Linked DNA regions of Sus scrofa: region 1 is linked to region 2. Evidence: chromatin contacts called from public Hi-C data. All regions are on one chromosome and are shown on one strand. The core of a region is the stretch at or near the end of the contact, and the rest is flanking DNA. Distances in the headings are between cores, read along the strand shown.

Region 1 (2,700 bases), core at 161-2,660, 63 kb after region 2:
GTCGTTAACCACTGAGCCAAGACAGGAAGTCTTCTGATTCAAATCTAATGCTGGCTTGTCCCCAAATTCAGCCAAAGTCTGCTCCTGACCTGGACTTTGGAATCTTCTCTCTGAGCCCAGTTAGAATATTTTAATTTCTTTTTATTGTGGCAAAGTAAATGTAACATAAAGGCTGCCTTTGTGTGTGTGTGTGTGTGTGTCTTTTTCGGGCCACACTCCTGGCATATGGAAGTTTCCAGGCTAGGGGTCGAATCATAGCTACAGCTGCCGGCCTACACCACAGCCACAGCCACAGCAACTCAGGATCCAAGCTGCATCTTCGACCTACACCACAGTTCATGGCAACGCCAGATCCTCAACCCACTGAGCGAGGCCAGGGATCAAACCTGCAACCTCATGGTTCCTAGTTGGATTCATTTCCGCTGTGCCACAATGGGAACTTCCTGGCATACAATTATCGATAGTATTCTCTTATAATCCCTTTTATTTCTATAATGTTGATAGCAATGTCCCCATTTTCATTTCTGATTTTAATTATTGGTGTCCAGGCTGACTTTTGAACCGACTCCAACCTCTACCTTAATTCATGACAGCTTTCCCAACTTGACATCTGACCCTGGGCCCTCCTAACCCAACTACTGATTGGATCCTGTACTAACCACTGACTGTATGAATCCTGAGATCCACCTGCCGCCTTGGACTTCAAACAGCCATTGCCTTACAGCTAACCCTGATCCTGGGTTTCTGAAGGTGCTTTGACCTCCTGACCTCTGGTCTCCACAGCCACACCTTCGGCAAAGTTCAGGGCAACAGCGACCTCTACTGGAAGGCGCAGCGATACAGCCTCATCCGAGAATTTCACTCCAGGCCCGCGCTGGCCCCGCCCCTCATCGTCATCTCGCACGTGCGCTCCCTCATCCGTCGACTGCGAAGGCGCCGGGCCCGCTTGCCATCTTCCCCAGAGCCATCTTCCCCAGACTCCGAGCATTTTCGTGAGAGTCGGGCTTGGCCCTAAAGAAACCCAGGGAGTGGGACCTGGAGAAAGAGAAGGGCATGCATAGGAGGGGGACGGCCAGGACCACTGCAGGGCGTGGGGTGTTAGCGGGGCGTGGTCTGGGAGATCACAAATGCTACTGAGTGTTGGGTGGGGTAGCTGGGTCTGGGAGCAGGCGTGGCCCGAGGACCTGCGGGCCCTTTGACGCCATCCTGACTTCACCACCCAGGGGTCATCCTCTCGAAGGAAGCGGAGCGGAGGCTGTTGACCTGGGAGTCAGTGCAAAAGGAGAATTTCCTGCTGGCCTGTGCTCGGGACAATCGGGACAGTGACTCGGAACGTCTAAAGCGCACGTCCCAGAAGTGAGGGCGGGGCCTGCGTGTGGGTGGGGCTTCTGGCCTCAGGGGCGGATCCCATGATTTAGGACCTGTAAGGGCCCAGGCTAGAGGCGGAGCCTGAGGGGGTAGGGTCCTGGAAGGCTGGGGAGGACAGCTGAGCTCCAGGGGCTGCGTCCTCCAAGATGGGCGGAGCTGTTAGGCTGCTGCGCAGACCTGAACCTTTGGATCCCCAGGGTGGACACAGCGCTGAAGCAGCTGAGACAAATACGCGAGTATGAGCAGCGCCTGAAAGGGCTGGAACAGGAGGTGAGGATCCCGGGCCACGCCAGGGGAGTATGGCTGGAGGGAGGAGCAGTAGGGTTCGGTGTAGCGCCCTGATGTCCCCCCTTGCTCTCCAGGTCCAGCACTGTAGCCGCGTCCTGGGCTGGGTCGCTGAGGCCCTGAGCCGCTCTGCGTTGCTTCCCCCAGGAGGACCGCCGCCCCCAAGCCCGCCTGGGCCCAAAGATTAGTGTGTAGGGTCTACCTGCCTGTATTTGCAGCCTCAGTCACTCCTTACGTCTGTTTCCCTGTCTTTTACTGCCCTTCCTTTGTTCCTGGTTCCCTCCAGGTCTCCTTTGGGCTTTTTGTGCGTCTTTCTTTTTGCTAGTCTCTAATTTTTTCTGTTCTCCCCTCCATGCCCATGACCTGTTCTGTCTTCCCTCAGACTGAGCTCTGCTGGGGGACCTCAAAGAGTAGCAGCCATTGGGAGTTTTGCTCCCAGAATAAGGCCTAGCAGGTCTGTGACCCCTGCACCTGGCTAGAAGGTCCCTAACCCCTGTACCTGGCAACCTTGTCCTTTGGTGAACCCCATGGCTCTGGACCACCACTTTGGCCGCTGCTCTCAGGATCACTGCAGGGAGTGTCATCCGTGCAAACCACAGCAGGCCTGGCTTCTCCCAGAACCGGCCCCACTCTGGGTGGATTAGCCTCTGGAGCCCAGGCCTTGCCTCTCCGAAGGCTGTACCGCAGCCCACCGGGCTGGAGAAGGCCACAGGGTCGTCAAGGTATAGAAACCACAGAGCCCACTCGCTGTTCCCCACACTGGGGAAATAAAGCCCTTTGAGAAGAGTAGGGTCTGGATGCTTGATTCTTGGGGAAGTGGTGGGTGTCTAGATCCTTTGGGGCTGGGGGCTGAAGCCGGGGGTGGGGGAGCTATTTGGGGTCCCTGGTCCGTTTGCTGCTGTATTTCAGTTATCCCCAGGGCCATCTCCTCCTCTCAGCCCCACTGTTCCTGCCTGACTCAGGCTCAGCACCTCTTGTCTGCACTATTTGGATGACTCTCACTTTGGGCGGGGGGGGGGGAACAAGAACCTCAACCATCTGTACCCC
Region 2 (2,700 bases), core at 15-2,514:
CTCCCCTACCTCCACACTCCCACACCAAGCCAATGATTTCTGAGACCTTGGTTGCTACCCCCACCCCCTCCCACCTCCCTGGCTCCTTTCCCTGGGATTCTGACCCTTGACCCAGGCTCTCACCCCAAGCTCCTTGAACTGAATACCTTGGGGATCCTTAGCTCGCTCCCATCCCGAGATCGGCAGCCTGCTCTCTCTGGAATCCCTCAACCCCCTTCCCTGGGTCCTTGGCTCGGGAACCCTAGTCCTGGCTCTGTCCCAGTGCCTCCCCAGGTCCCCTCCCCTGAGCCTGGCTCCCCTCTCTTCACCCTCCTTGCAGGTCCTTGGAGTCTCGAGGCTGAAACCACAGATCTGGACCCTCACCCCCTCCCCTGTACAGTATTTATGTCACCAGCTCCTTATTTAAAGATCTTTGACCCTCATTGAGTGTCTGTGATTGTCCTGCATCGGGGGATTGAGTGTCTGGAGATGGGGAGGGAGAGAAGCTGAGGTGGAGACTAGACCCTGAAGACCTTTTCAGATTCTAAGAGCAGAGCTAAAGACTTTTCCCCAGGTCGGCTTCGGAGCGACAAGTCCAAGGACGGCGGCTGGGACCCAGTCGGGGTCTGAGTGCGGGGGTCGGCAGACAGTAGCCCCTACCCCTCAAAGATCCTGAGGGCAGGGGCCAAGCCCCCTTCCTCCGTAACTGGTCGGACAGAAGAGTCCTAAAACTCTGCTCGAGTCAGTGGGCGGCTTCGGTGTGGGCGGGGCGGAGCGAACCATCAGCCTAGTCCGCCGGGGGAGCCCTGCCGGCCCTACAATCGTCTGCGTGGGCGGGGTGGGGGATGCCACGTGCAGTTCCCGAGGCGGGCGCAAGGGGTGCAGAAAAAGGTGCACGTCGACCCGGCTTTCACCCCATCTTCCAACCCAAACGCGTGTCTCCGGGAGCCTCCTGCGCCTTAAAACCCATCCTTTACTCCCACCTCGCCGCCCGCCCAACCCTCCTGTCCCGTGCGGGGTAAGGACCGGCGAGCGCCAGAGCCGGAATCCAGGGTCGCGACTCGTATTCCACGCCGCGCGCCACTCGCTCCAGGTGACATCATCCCCCTGCCGGGCTCCGCCTCCCGCCCCAGCCGCCTCACGCCGCGTGCCTATTGGCCCACGCGCCTTGAGTTCCGCCTCCCGCTCACCGCCCGCGCGGCCCCGCCCAGCCAGTGTGGAGGCGGGGTTTAACCGCCGGCCGGCGCCAACACCTCCTCTCATTGGCCATTCGGCGCCGTCTGTCAGTCTCCTGTTAAAGGGGCCATGACCGCCTGGGAGCTGGTTGGGGGAGGAGGGAGGAGGAATTTTTTGGCGGGGGAAGGTGGGATTTGGGGGGCGCTGGTGAGCGCCCCTGGATCTGGCGGCTGCGGCCTCGCGGGGGAGGCTGAACGGTGACAGGGGCAGGGGGCTGTTTTAGGGGGTAGAGGGTTGCGAGACCGTGAAGGGGAGAGGGGTCCCCAGCGCCTAAGCCGGAGCAAGAGACGCGGAGCCCGCGCGAGCGGCGGAGACAGGGCTCCGGAGCCACAGATCCGGGCCCCGGCCGCCGCCAGGGGCCCCGCCCGGTCCCCCACCCCACCCCACGTCCCTCCTGCAGCCCAGCTCCGCCCGCAGCCGCCGCGGACCAGGTAGGTAAGAGCCCAGCCCGGCCCGCTTGGCAGCGCCCACCCCGGGGACCCCTCACCGAGCTTCCCCCACCTTCCCAAGAACCTGGATTCCCTTCTTCATCCCCGGGGACCTCAGAGCCCAGATATCACAGCCCGAACCCAGAGACTCAGGCATGCCCCTCCCGGCTCTCAGAGTCCCCAGCAGAACCCTAGAATCCCAGGCGTATTTCCGCCTTGTGCCTCCTCCGGGGTCCAGGAGCCTGAATTTCCCAGTTCAGCCCTGGATACCCCCCTGGACCTAGATCCTCCTCCTCGGCCCAGACCTGGCAGCTCCAGACACCGGCCGCGGCTGTGTCAGACTCCCCCAGCTAGGGCCGGACGCCCCCCCCGTCGCGTCCGCATAGTCCCCCGTTGGTGCACCCCGTCTGCCCATCTCCGGTCCTCCGGCTTGAACAGCCGGCCGAGTCCCTCAGTCCAGGCCGGACTGGCGGCCGCCCTGGACACAGGCCCGCTCTGGAGCTGTCCATGGTCACCGTTCTCGGCAGCCTCGCCTCCCCCATCTCTTGGTGCTGCCGCCGCCGGGGGAGGGGGCGCCGGCAGCGCGGGGATCCCCCCCGCCGCGCCTTTGACCCGGGGATACCCGGGCCCTCCCCGACCTGGGCGCCGGGGCCTCAGGGTTCTGCTGGCTAAGATCTCAGCTCCATCCTCAGCACCCCAGCTTTCAGAGACCCCAACTGCTTCTTAAGGAGTCAGAGCTTCTGAATGTTCCTGCCTGGTCCACCTTAGGGATCTTGGCATCCGGGGATCCAGCTCCCACCCGGCTCTGGAAGCCCTGTCAATCCTCACCTCCTCTGGCGAAAGGCCCCCGGCTGGTAGCCCTCACCCCCTCAGGATCTAGGAATCTAGTTTCCTAGCCTTTCCCCTCTTTAGAGACCCTCAGACAAATATATCCAGCCTCCTGGCACCCCAGCATCTGCCCCCTTAGAGATTCAGGCGCCATGACTCTCTCCCTTTCAGGGACTCAGAATGCAATTCTTAATGTAATTCTCTCGCTCCCCCTTGGAGACCTACACAC

What was found. Hi-C and Micro-C count contacts between places; a contact is called where the count stands out from the background.
Region 1: a contact with region 2 is called in a Hi-C map of fetal liver, with 1.7 times the contacts expected there. The contact joins the enhancer-like site here to the promoter of PPFIA3 in region 2. A contact is called at or near these places in 1 of 5 promoter capture datasets (fetal liver) and 6 of 47 Hi-C or Micro-C datasets (embryonic fibroblasts, epiblast stem cells, fetal liver and 3 more).

Annotation. Positions count from the first base shown.
Region 1 is chr6:54,375,116-54,377,815 of Sscrofa11.1, forward strand. TRPM4 (transient receptor potential cation channel subfamily M member 4) reads left to right here. Exons shown (of 24, transcript XM_021094712.1): 21 at 784-992; 22 at 1,224-1,356; 23 at 1,566-1,638; 24 at 1,731-2,442. The coding sequence ends at 1,841. Among named protein-coding and RNA genes, the nearest start is that of TRPM4, 34 kb to the left of the region's middle. Within about 2 kb of position 1,411, at least 7 of the 83 cell types and tissues checked have an H3K27ac peak or open chromatin away from gene starts, as enhancers often do. A contact at or near this core is called in fetal liver, where this site is marked.
Region 2 is chr6:54,312,717-54,315,416 of Sscrofa11.1, forward strand. It overlaps PPFIA3 (liprin-alpha-3), which reads left to right and starts at 1,265. Exons shown (of 30, transcript XM_005664703.3): 1 at 1,265-1,646. It overlaps LIN7B (lin-7 homolog B, crumbs cell polarity complex component), which reads left to right. Exons shown (of 6, transcript NM_001244232.1): 6 at 320-422. The coding sequence ends at 341.